Regions from separate parts of the Danio rerio genome. Here region 2 is linked to region 1. The links are chromatin contacts, called in public Micro-C maps. All regions are on one chromosome and are shown on one strand. The core of a region is the stretch at or near the end of the contact, and the rest is flanking DNA. Distances in the headings are between cores, read along the strand shown.

Region 1 (6,536 bases), core at 1,267-3,766:
GTATATACAGGATTCAGAAAGTAAAATCCAATATCTTTTCAAACCTTTTTAAGACTCTATTCACCAGTTTAGGTTTCGACCAGAAACATTGGTGACATTTCAAATTTCACTAAATACTGATTGAAAGAAACTAATCCTGAACTAAATCAAGAATAATTGTGTTGCCTCAGTAATTGCAGTAAACAAAGAATCAAGTTGTCAAACCTAGCAGGATTTCATCGATTTTATAAACCACACAGCATCCCGATATTGGCAAACTGTAGCATACAACTATACATTGCATAATCAAAAATTATACAAAATTGATTACCTTGTAAGATAGCATTGAAGACTTTTTATTACTTTTTAAGGGCCTTACATTACTGTAAATTGTTTTATCAACTTTTAAAACTTTTTAAGACTTAGCGGACACTCAGTATGACAGCCGAGAGGAGATTGACCGCCATGAGTGTGTGAGAGAGAAATGGAGTTTACTTTCATTTTCTCCAAAGCAGTAAAATAGGGGCTTCTGCTGTAACTTCAGTGTCACTGAATGACTGTAGAGCAAACACACGCAGTGAATTGAGCAGAGTTTCTGTGTTTTATTTACTCGCGCTCATCTCCCTCACCATAGTATTCAACCGCCCTATAACACATATGAGATAAATGACATCAGTACGTAATAACCAGTTAAGATCTATTACTGAACCGATACTGAATTGTCCACGTCTGCATCGCGGTGCATCGAAAAACCCTTATTGTTTTGACATAATATGTGTGTGTTATATTTATCATGTAAATGTGATACACACACATAAGAACAAAACTATAAAAAAGTTTTTTGTTACAAAAATATTTAAATGTATATATAATTTGTATCATATACATATATATTTTATATCCAAATGTAAATAAACATTTACTTAAATATATGCATGCATGTATTTATATATACATAATAAATATACATAAATATATATAATAAATATACACATTACACACACACAGGCGCAGCAATGGGGGTTGGTCTTTTACTTTTAGAGACAGACCATTTAGAAACAGGTCATTAAAAATGTAAACCTTTAGATTTCATACAGCTGTACACACATATATATTATGTCAAAACAAACTTTTATTTTGGGTGCGATTAATCGGGATCCATTTGTGCCCAGCACTAATTTAAAACTGCACTTGGTTTAATCCACAACTTCAGCAAATTGTCATGAACCCATTCAAAATATTCTTTAGTGCAAGTTTCCTGTCACATAGTGATGTATCAGTGGGTACAAATGTAATCTCACCACTTCTTGACTCTTAATGGCCCATTAGACATTGACAGTACTTTTATGAATTACCAAGTACCAAATTTTCAGCTAAAAACAAAAAGTCTTTATTGTTCTACTGACGAAAAAAAGTCAATATTGGATAGCCTGACTAAGTTTGCATAAAATAACAATAAGTTTTTACTTTTGCTTAACTTCTGCTTTAAATTAGTGATGGGTCGTTCATGAACGATTCGTTCTTTTTGATGACTGACATGACTGGGGAACAACGAGTCTTCTCAGGAAGTGATTTGTTCATCCGCGCGTGTGCACATTTGTGCAGGTAGTATCTTTAATTTCAAGTCTTCATCACATTGGCAGAAGCCAATCATATGCGTTTAGAGCCGGAAAAAGACTTGATCCGCTCACCTCTCGAGTCCTCTATCGGGTCTGAGTCACTCGTTCATCACGAGCCAATCATATGCGTTTAGAGCCGTAAAAAGTTTGGTCCGTTCATCTCTTGAGGCCTCTTCCGGGTCTGAGTCACTCGTTCATCACGGGCCAATCATATGCGTTTAGAGCCGGAAAAAGAATTGCACCGTTCATCTCTCGAGTCCTCGGGTTTGAGTCATTCTGTCACGTGATGAACAAACGATCCCGAAACCTATCGGCTTAGACTGTGCATTGATTAAGATTATATGTGACTGTCAGTGTAACGAAAATGAACCCCTGACATTTGAAGACATGAAGAGGTGAGCTGAGCAAAGAGACAAAAATGCCTTCATAGACAAAAGAGCAGGTAAACATTGAATTATTATTTTCTCCTTGTTATATTCTACTTATGACTTAACGTTATTTGTCGTGCAATCAACCTTTTGGGCTAGTTGTTGATGTGTTTGGAAGCAATTCATAACATTTTAATAATATTTTGGCAAATTGAACCAAATGAACGAAATGATTTGAAAAAAGTTTTCGTTCATCTTGATGAACGAGACTCAAAGATCCAAGTCAGTAAAATGATCCGAACTTCCCATCACTACTTTAAATTAAATCACTTTTGTAACACATAATAGCTAAATCTGTGGCAAAACATCTCTTGCAGAAATGTCTTGTGTAAACAAATTCCATAAAAAAAACATATTCACCTGCATGCACCAGCACAAATCCCATATTTTTGCCATCACGATGAGAGATGGTGCTGTTCAGTTTAAACCCTGAATTGTTTAGTGGAGACACAGTCTCCTTGGAATCTGACGAGTTTTCTAGATTTTCCATGACCCGTATTGAGTGTAGCTTGCATTTTGACCCATCATTCACTCATAACTCCAACACAGTTCTGCAAGTCCTGAAAGCAAAGAGAATATATCACTATTAATATATCATTATGCCAGTTTGTATGAAAGCCATTAAAATGACACACATTTTGACATTAAGAACATTGATGCATCCCTCAAATAACAACGTGTCGATGAACACATGAAATCAAGCATCTTATAAGACTTTATTACAAATACATCAACTACTCATTTCAATCCCACAAGACAGAATGAAAACAAGGAAAACTTACTCGCGTGAAGACTTCAGGTGCATAACAACAGAAGAGCGCACATTTCCAGTCATACGCATGGCACAGCATCCCTACTGATAACACACACATACAGATTGCACTAAATTATGAGTGTAGTTGTGTGTTTTCTGCATGATTGCGATGTGATGGGATGTAATGTGATGATTCGATAAGCGGCGCATGTGCTCGCGTCACACCAAAACACTTCCTGGTTCACAGACACATGTGACCATGTGGTTGCAGCAGCGGCCTCAAGCGGCGGAGCACTGTACTGCGAATCATGACAACAGCAGTTTTACATAGAATCATCATGAGAAAAAAAGAAGACATCTCCACGTGGCACTGTTGGACATTCAATACATTAAAGCTAAGAAAATTCAAACATCTGTTTATGTATGCAAGCTGATATAATTATATTGCAAAATGAGTTAGATCACCTTAAGCTGGGTGCCCATGAGGGCCGGTGTTCTGCATAGTTTAGCTTCAACTTCCTTCAACACACCTGCCTGAAAGTTTTTGTATACCTAGGAAGAGCTTGATTAGCTGGTTCAGGTGTTTAATTGGGGTTGGAACTAAAATATGCAGGACACAAGCCCCCCAGGACCGAGTTTGGGCACCCCTGACTTAAAGCAATAGTTCACTCAAAAAATGAAAATGTACTCATGATTTACTCTCCCTCGATTGATTCCAAACCTTGGGAGTTTTTTCCTACTATTGAACGGTTGGTAAATGACAGAATTTTCAGTTTTTGGTGAACTATCCCTTTAATTACCTCACAATAGTGTCTTCTAGTATTATTGACTGTTCCTCTTGAGTGTCACCCAAGCAGTGCATATTATTACTGTATCAATACTTTGATATCATTTCCTGATTCAAGCCACAAGCACCCAGAGCTAACTGTGCCAAATATTTGCTAAAAGTGGCCCACATTTGTTTTAGGATAACTGGGCCCCATTTGCCATATCTTCTCTGGGCCACTATAGGCTCAGATCCACAATAGCCATAGCTTACTATGCCGAATATTCACCAGAAGTGGCCCACATATGTTTTAGGATAACTGGGCCTCATTTTCCATATCTTCCCTGGGCCACTATAAGCTAACGGTTGCATTAGCCAGAGTTTACTGTGCTGAATATTTGCCAAAAGTGTTACACATATGTTTTAAAAAACCTGGGCCACATTTGCCATATTTTTTTCTGGGCCACAATAGGTTCACAGTCGTAATAGGCAGAGCTTACTGTGCCAAATCTTTGCCTTAAATGGCCCAAATATGAATTTGAATCTTTGGCCCCCCTTTGCCATTGAACAGGTGGGCTACTTCAGGTTCACATTCATTTGGTCTCGGCTGAAGGAATAACACCAGTGCCACATAACTGCCTAAAGTGGCCCACATTTGTATGCTTTCTGGGATGTTTCTTCACACACAGTACTGTAATTTATCATGCACAGTCATGCATAGTACTGCAGCTGCAAAGGCCTTCTTTTCATATATAATTTTTTAATATAATTAGACCATATTCATTTTTGCCCTGATTATCCTTTGTATGTGCCAAAATTTTTGCCAAAAGTAGCCTGCAAGTGGTTGGCACTTTTTGAGCCATATTCACTATTTACCTCATGGGCCATTTTATGGTCACATTTAGATTAAACATTGGCATGAACATCGCATATTTACCCAAATAGGCCCACCAAAATTGTAGCTAATTTGTCTGGGACATAAGAGGCATTGCCTTTAGTGACTCACATCCGGATACTATCAGGATCTAATAGACCATTTTTAAGGGATGTACACATTTTAAATTTCTATCGCTTCTGAGAATCCAAAAAGAGCCACATATTAATAAATAACGTCATGATAGATGTTTTAACATTAAGTTATGATTGAATTGAAGGTTCATGGACCAATGACATTACTACATTGAAATAGTCTATACATCTATAAAATCGATAAGTAAAACTAGTTGTTAAAGCTCCAAGTACATTTATTAGTTAATTAAGCCATTTCTTTGGCTTTAAATCTGAAAATGCATAAATAAAAACAGAAGAAAGAGAAGATAGTAATATACCATAGACATCTGATATGTGATGGGCCACAGTTTGGTGTTATTTATACTAAACAGATGGTCTTTCTGCCATGTCAAGTAAACTAACATTGGCAGCACAATTGAAAGCACTCCTCCTGGGACTATATGCTTACATAAACATGTCCTCCGACTGAAGTAAAACCCGGATGACTCCGCTGTTTGAAAAACATAGTTTTTTATAAAATCAAAGAATGATGGCTTGCTTCAAGGTTATTTATTATTACAGTACTGCATTCAGTGCTTCTTGGAGAGGAGATATGCAGTGCAGCATCCAAAAGAGTCATGGGGGCATTTTACTAAATAGATACATTAAAACATAATATTTTATTTTGATTATATTAAATATGTGTATCAAAATGTAGCCTGCTATTTTGTAATCAGATCAGAAATCTACTAATACACTATTTAATACAAAAATGCTCTGTGAAAGAGGATGCGTGATTGATTGATTGATTGATTGATTGATTGATTGATTGATTGATTGATTCATTCATTCATTCATTCATTCATTTGATTTCATTGCTAATCTGTATAAATTAATGCAATATTAAATATGATATTTAAAAAGATGGCCTTTACTTAACCATCAGTAATTATAGGACTCTGTAATTATGTGCAAAATAAATTCAAGTGTTCGCACTTAGATATAGCTTGATAATATTAGCAGGTTTGGCATGCTGTCCCAGGAGAGAACCCTAAGCTCAGAGATGTAATTGAGCCCAGGTCTTCCTGCTTGGTCGATAAGCATGCAAGGGGGTACGAGATCAGGTAGTTTTCAAGAGCTCCCCCTGGTAAAGGAGGTAAGGGGGGGGGGAATGGGAGAATTCTTCAATAAAGAAAGTTAATGGAGCAATACTAGACGGGCTATTTATAGTAAGTTTGGATTCATCATTGGCTTACTAATGATTACGGAGATCCTACAATTTGAAATGAATTCGTTCAGAACATATATATATATATTCATTTCAAATTGTAGGATCTCCGTAATCATTAGTAAGCCAATATATATATATATATATCAAATATTTCAGAATGTGAGATTCTGATTGATTCTGCTTTCTGATTTGTTTCATGAAACTACTGTTGTTGATAAAGTTAATGACTTTGATTGGAAACTGTGATTGGTGTTGGTCAGGTCGTTGTTTTTTGACCATTTGTCAAAAATGTGATGTGAGTCTTGAACTTCTGCCACCATGAAAGTCAGACTTTCAGCCAATTTGTCATTGTCTTACATGTTGGCTAATCGGTGGCTAGTTTCAATGTATTTGTACTTTTGTATCTTATTCATTTGATTTTGGACATTTTGTTTTCTTAAAGCCCTCTGTTAAATCACATTATACATATTCATACAAAATTGTCCCTTGTGTTGTTTTCTTTTCTTGTAAGATCTGATTGGTTGAAATATAACATGGAAGAATATTTTATGGTCAATCGCATATCAGTGGAGATTTTTTTCTCTCTCTAATTTTCACTTTTTAAATTTTGTTCTTCATGATCTAAGGTCTAATTAAGAGTCTTCTTGTCTTAAAGTGTTTCAAACTATTCAAAGCATTCACAACACCCCAGTGCTATTTTTATGTGTCAAATTACAAATATGCTCTCTGTTATTTGGATAAATGCTACTTATTTTGTCTCAGTTAGTGG
Region 2 (6,536 bases), core at 2,992-5,491, 790 kb before region 1:
ATAATAAAAATAAAAAGTAAATTCATATATATTGACCAGTGGTTCTCAAAGAGAGGTCCAGGACCCCCTGAGGGGTTGCAGGACAATGACAGGGAGTCGCTTTGTGATTTTCAAAAGTCAAATAAATTGTATTAAACCATTGATTTTAACCATAAGCCACATAAGATAAATAGTAGTTTTTAATAGTAAAAAACAAAAACATGCAAATGAAAAGCATCAGTCTTTAAACTTCTTTTTTAAAGGATTAGTGCGATTATGTTAGATTAGCAACACAGCAATAGTGTCAGCTGCAGCAGATTGATTTTATAGCACCAGGGTAAACTTTCTGACACCTTTCTGACATTTAAATACATTAAAAATAAATACAGGCCACAACTGAATATTGAGGATGATCTCCATTATTATTATCTCTAAAATAAACCAAGAATAGACTTGTGCTGAAAATATTTTGCCCAACAGTTTTTTTTAGGTGTGGTTAATATTAAATTAAATAAATTAATAAATGACTATAAAATGATATGACTGTTAGACTGTTGTACTTTTTTGTGCTGTCAATATACTTGTGTTTATATACAGGCATATTGTTGTTTGCGAAACGTTTGTATATTTATAACCACCTTCGAGAAATTTAGGATAAAACGTTTGGGAACCCCTGATATGGGCTACAGTTCAAACGTTTAGGGTAAACAAATATAAAGATAAAAAAACATAATCCTGCAGCACTGCAATTTAAAATAACCATTTTCAGAATTATTATATTTTAAAATGGAACCTATTCCTGTGATGCAAAGCTGAAGCCGTTCCTCCAGGAATCAGTGTTATATGATCCTGCACAAATCGTTCTAATGCACTAATTTGACACTACTTGAAAATAAAAAAAGGTTAAAAGCTTTTAAAAATTTAATTTAAAATATAAAGATTTACTCTTAATCAATTTAATGCATCTTTGCAGAATAGGGATAATAAACACAACCAATAATATAACGCTAGACTTTATAACTACATTTTTAATAGTACAATAATAATAATACTCATTAATGATATTTTGGGGCAAAGCAGTGGCGCAGTAGGTAGTGCTGTCGCCTCACAGCAAGAAGGTCGCTGGTTCGAACCTCGGCTCAGTTGGCTTTTTCATATGGAGTTTGCATGTTCTCCCTGCCTTCGCGTGGGTTTCCTCCGGGTGCTCCGGTTCCCCCCACAGTCCAAAGACGTGCTGTACAGGTGAATTGGGTAGGCTAAATTGTCTGTAGTGTATGAGTGTGTGCATGAATGTGTGTGTGGATGTTTCCCAGAGATGGGTTGTGGCTGGAAGGGCATCCTGCGTATAAACTTGCTGGATAAGTTGGCGGTACATTCTGCTGTGGCGACCCCTATTTAATGAAGGGACTAAGCCGACAAGAAAATGAATGAATAATAATATTTTGACAACAATTTCATTAGCCCACAAACATTTAAAAAAAAAAACATTTATAAATGCATTTATATGTGTTAGTTTTCATAATTACATAAATAAAAGTCAAACACACATTTTAAGCTAAATCCTTTTTTTTTTCAAAACATCATACTCGGAAACCAGAGCACCCGGAGGAAACCTATGCGGATATGGGGAGAACATGCAAACTCCACACAGAAATGCCAACTGGCCCAGTTGGGACTCGAACCAGCAACCTTCTTGCTATGAAGTGACAGTGCTAACCACTAAGCCACTGTGCCACCCCAGATGCAGTATATACACTTGTATTTCACAACTCCATTACAGTAAAACTTCATATTAAATTACACAAAAACAAATCCCCATGAAGCCCTGAACTAAATATTTACCTGTTATCTTGGCAAACGGCTCCATCAGAGCGAGTCCGAGCCTTTCGATCACGACCACTTCATGCTCTCTCAGGTAGTGCTGAAGAACTGGATGTACCACTTTTTGGCATGCGAATAAACTCACTTTATCCTTTACAACCTGTTCCCCAATCTTCAAGAGCTGCTGAAGGAGATCTCGTTCGGGGTTCAATCCTCTGTGGACCTCCAAAGCAACATCGCCAACCTCAGAAATATCCCCCGACAGTGACACACCAAAAAGCACCACCTTAAACGGACCATCTCCCAGTCTTTCGAGATCTCCAGGCAGGAGCATCTCAGGAACATCCAGCAGCAGTCCAGGAAAAACTGAAGAATGGTTCACAGATTGACCCTCAATGCCAATAGTGACCGTTCTTCCAAAGCAGGCTGTACCAGAAGAGTTGCAAGGGATGGAGTACAGAAAAGCCTGTGTGATCAATGAACTGATCTGCTGCGTCTCTCTGCTGTCCAACATGCAGGCTGGTTTGCTGGTGATCATGCTGTGCGCCAATGCAACAAGAGAATCACAGCTGCTAAACTCCACTGGCACCTTACAGCCACAAGAGTCTCCTTTAAGATACACATTACATTGTTCCACAAGGTGTTTGTACACTTTGATTGCCGTGGATGTCCTAAGCCCATATTTTTTGGTGTTTTCAATAAGTGTGAGTGTAAAAATCCCCATAAACAGCCCTGAGTCACTGTAACGTGTGGTGTGATGTTGAAGAGCAGTTGAGATCAGTTTGAGAAGCGGCTCAGACATTTCTAGTCGTTTGAGAAGCGCTGTTGAGGTTGAAGTTGTCAAGACGTGGCCCCCAACGTTGTTGTGTATTTGTTTCAGTCTGCCGGTAGGTCCATAGGCTGTGCTGAGTATGTTTCTTAATAGAGTGATCTTTTGGCAGATGGTACTGTTGGAAAGAGGTTCGTCTGTGCATAATGCTGGCTTCTTCTTACTAATGCGAGACATGCTGTGGCTTAATTTGAAAAAATTGGCTAAATCAATGTAGGTCAGTTACTTTGACAAGAATAGATGGTATGTATATAGTATTATAGAAAAGGTTAAGTATTGATTAAACTGGTATATGAATACCTATAGGTAGGCCCACACAGAATCTGTGCACGCAGATTTTTAGCCCATGGTTGCGTCTATATATTTACTTGAGTAAAAGTGTGTAAATTTATATTTATTCAGTATTTAAATTAATGTTAATGAATTTAAAGTAATATTATTGACTAATATGAAAATGTTCTTATGATTAATTTACAATACAGTTTGTATTGTATTGTATTGTATTGTACTCGCTTTATTTTACTAATTAAGTGGATCTAATTGGATTTGCGTTGTATACATTAAATAAAAGTTTAAAAGGTATTATTTTTTATTTCATATATCAAGTTTCAGTAATGATACTCCCAAAATCTTTTAAATTTAAACATTTTCTGTGCAGAAATAGCTAAAAATGTCCGCAAATTCTGTCTGGCCCAACCTATAGGTAACTGTATATATAACGTCCTATGACTGTTGCCATTCACTAGTTATTTTAAATGACAAAACAATATTTAACAATCATAACACAATTGGAACCATTTAACCTGAACCAGATAAATAAAAATGTCTAAAAATGCATTGTTTTCAGTGAGGGAATTCATTTTTGCAATTTTTCATCTAAATAATTATTTATGTTTCATACATTATGACAGTTTTTGAGCAATCTTTAGTTATTATCTATTTATTTCATTGGAATATATGTGCATTTTAAAAAAAAAATCTTACATATGAAATATTAAGTGATTATTTTTGATGAGATATTAAATTATACTATTTCAATATTTACATTAACATATTAAATAATTTATAATACACTAAGGCAATTTGATTCTTATCAAAATTTATTTTGCATCTGTTTATAGTTAGCAACTTGTTTATAAGTTAACAAAAGGTCATATATGTAGTAATAACATGGTAAAATCATGGTAACGTTGAAAATATTTACGACTTTAATTTGCTCACGAGATGTTGCTGATATAAATATGGTTTTGTTTAAAAAAACAAAGTTCCAAAATATTAATATTATAAATATTATAAACGGCTAAATAGTTACGTTATAACAAAGTATCTTTTAAAGTCTTTGGTTATAATAATTCAGATAGTGTTATGTGGTTATTTATTATGAGGTCAGTACATTTTATTTGTAGTCTACAAAGTATTGTACTTTAACCACTCATTATAACATAGCGTTACTACACTTATCTTTTACTTAATAGCAATATCTTCTTTCATATAACAACTAATAACAAACCTAATAGCTTATAAAACGCGCATATTTAGCGTCATACATACCAAAATTCAGCTTATATCTTAACTAACTGAAGAAAGAACAGCCAAAGGAACATTAAACCGTACCGCACAAACCAGGCAGATGGTGTTTATGTGCTGCACATGATCTCATAGAGTAACTAAACTATGCCAGTTAAAAAGTGTTTTACAAAATAAATGGATAAATTAATGGTTAAATTATGAACAGCAAGCGCTATTCATGTTTTGTGTCCTTTTATGTAAGCTGAGATATATCGTTCAGGATATTTCACAATTTACGTAAAATAGCAATCACCGCTGTCTGGCAAAAATATAGCTTCCTACATCCGGCTACGTCTCTATGACAACTGGTAGCGCTGGGGTCCTTACGTGACACAGGGCATGTTTCAAACCATCGGCGGGAGATTAAAGTTTCGTTCATTGCGGCTATTTTATTGTCATTCTCGACTAAATTGTGATTAAACATGTTAAATATTTATTGTACGTTACATTCAAATAACCCATGTATATTGTAAGCCAGGTCTGAGTGCCGCATAATCGCCCTTCTGCTTTGTGTTTTGAATTTGACTTGTATCTGTCACAATCCAAACACGTGAGTAGCTGCTTCACTCTAATGACTTGACGTTCATCACTGAATGCTCAAAATATCAGCAATAAATAAAAAGTATTTGTGTTTATCTAGATGGGGGAAATCTAACGACTGAATTTGAACAGGATGGAGCCCTCGAAATTTGTGGTCAAGGTAAACTTTTCATTTTATCAGTTTATCTTAGAATCTTCGTTGCTTTTGTGTTTTATTTTTACAGTAATTGTAAAATTAGTGGTTGAGACAAATGAAATCGAAGCTGTAATTTCACAATTTTGACGTTTTGTGTCTGAATGTTTACAAATGTATGTCGTTATGCCAGCCTTATTGTTTTATGAATGTGTTGTTACCCTTTATGCAGTGATCATGATTATCTTCATATCATCATAATTTAGAATTCGTAACCTTGGAGTTATGTCCAAGTTTCTGTCTGCGTTCTGAATGATTTTGAGGTATTGAGCTTTAAAGTTTTTGCACTGAATAGCAAACAGTATGTGTGTAACATTTTTTTATTTTTTATAAAAAGGCTTAAAATGTAAACAATAATAAAAAAACATCCCATAATGTAAATAAGTTGTCATTTAATAAGAATATATGAATATCTCAATTTGGACAAAAATGTCAGGTAGAACCTTATAATTCTAAGGTGACAAATTGTTTATCATGATTTTGAATTTTTAAGTCGTTACTGTGATTTACCAAAGATTATGGCTTCCATATAATAAATTATGATAAACCTAAAGAAACGAGTGTATTCAATGCTTAAGAGATCGTTGAAACAAAAATAAATAATAAATTCTGAAAAAAATGAGTTTTTCTGTTTTTGAAAGCTTCAGGTATTTCTGATTTGTGACTTGGAGTTGAGACAGAGGGTATAGTTAGCTCAGAGAAAAAAGTTTGTGGATTTTGTTTTGTCGTAGTTGTATTTGTCTTGATTTCTCAAAACTTGTGTTTTTTTTGTGTGGGTGAGTTGCATACATAGTCAGCTACAAAGACCAGGGTGAGCTAATGTTTGGAGTTCTGTCAAAAATAATAGCCCTGCTGTGACTCTTCTTTTCAAATATTTGGCAAATTATGTTTTACAGAGCAAGGCATTTGTCAAAGTATTTCCTATATATATATATATTTTTTTTTTTTTTCTAGAGAAAGTCTTATTTGTTTTATTTTGGCTAGAATAAAATCAGTTTTATTATTTATTTATTTTTAAATTAACATTTTAGGATCAAAATTATTTGCCCTCTTGTTTTGATTGGCTACAGCACAAACCACTGTTATACAATGACTTGCTTAATTAACCTAATTTACCTAGTAAAGCCTTTATATTGCACTTTAACCTTAATACTAGTATCTTGGAAAATATTTAGTAAAATATTCACTGGCATGATGGTAAAGATAAAAAAAATCAGTTATTAGGAATTAGTTATTACAACTATTATGTTTAGAAATGTGTTGAAAGAAAATTTTTATTTCCATTAAACAGAAATTCGGGAAAAAATATAAAATATTATATTATATTTTCTTTTACCAAACTCTATTATATATCTTGGGAACACTTAATATATGATGCACGTGCTGCTTAGGACAATTCTTTGAAATGTTTGGGCCAGATTTACCAAACAGGGTAAATAATCACCTAATTTTCATAATATCAAAGAATTGCATAAACTACGGCAGTTTGGCTCATAAACAAGCAGATTGATGATAAGGTGCAAAAGCACTGGTGCAAATTAGGGTAATCTGGTAACGTTGAGTTGAGTTGACTTTATTAGTACCCGTAGGTAGATTCTTTTTTCA

What was found. A called contact is a pair of places that touch in the nucleus more often than the background predicts.
Region 2: a Micro-C map of caudal fin shows a contact between it and region 1, with 4 times the contacts expected there. The contact joins the promoter of mkks here to the promoter of tasp1 in region 1. A contact is called at or near these places in 2 of 18 Hi-C or Micro-C datasets (caudal fin and an unstated tissue).

Annotation. Positions count from the first base shown.
Region 1 is chr13:38,140,158-38,146,693 of GRCz12tu, reverse strand. tasp1 (taspase, threonine aspartase, 1) reads right to left here and starts at 2,516. Exons shown (of 13, transcript NM_001100953.1): 1 at 2,387-2,516. The coding sequence starts at 2,516.
Region 2 is chr13:38,929,875-38,936,410 of GRCz12tu, reverse strand. It overlaps mkks (MKKS centrosomal shuttling protein), which reads right to left and starts at 4,241. Exons shown (of 5, transcript NM_200165.1): 1 at 4,181-4,241; 2 at 1,822-2,813. The coding sequence starts at 2,806. It overlaps slx4ip (SLX4 interacting protein), which reads left to right and starts at 4,513. Exons shown (of 12, transcript NM_200411.1): 1 at 4,513-4,748; 2 at 4,839-4,898. The coding sequence starts at 4,872.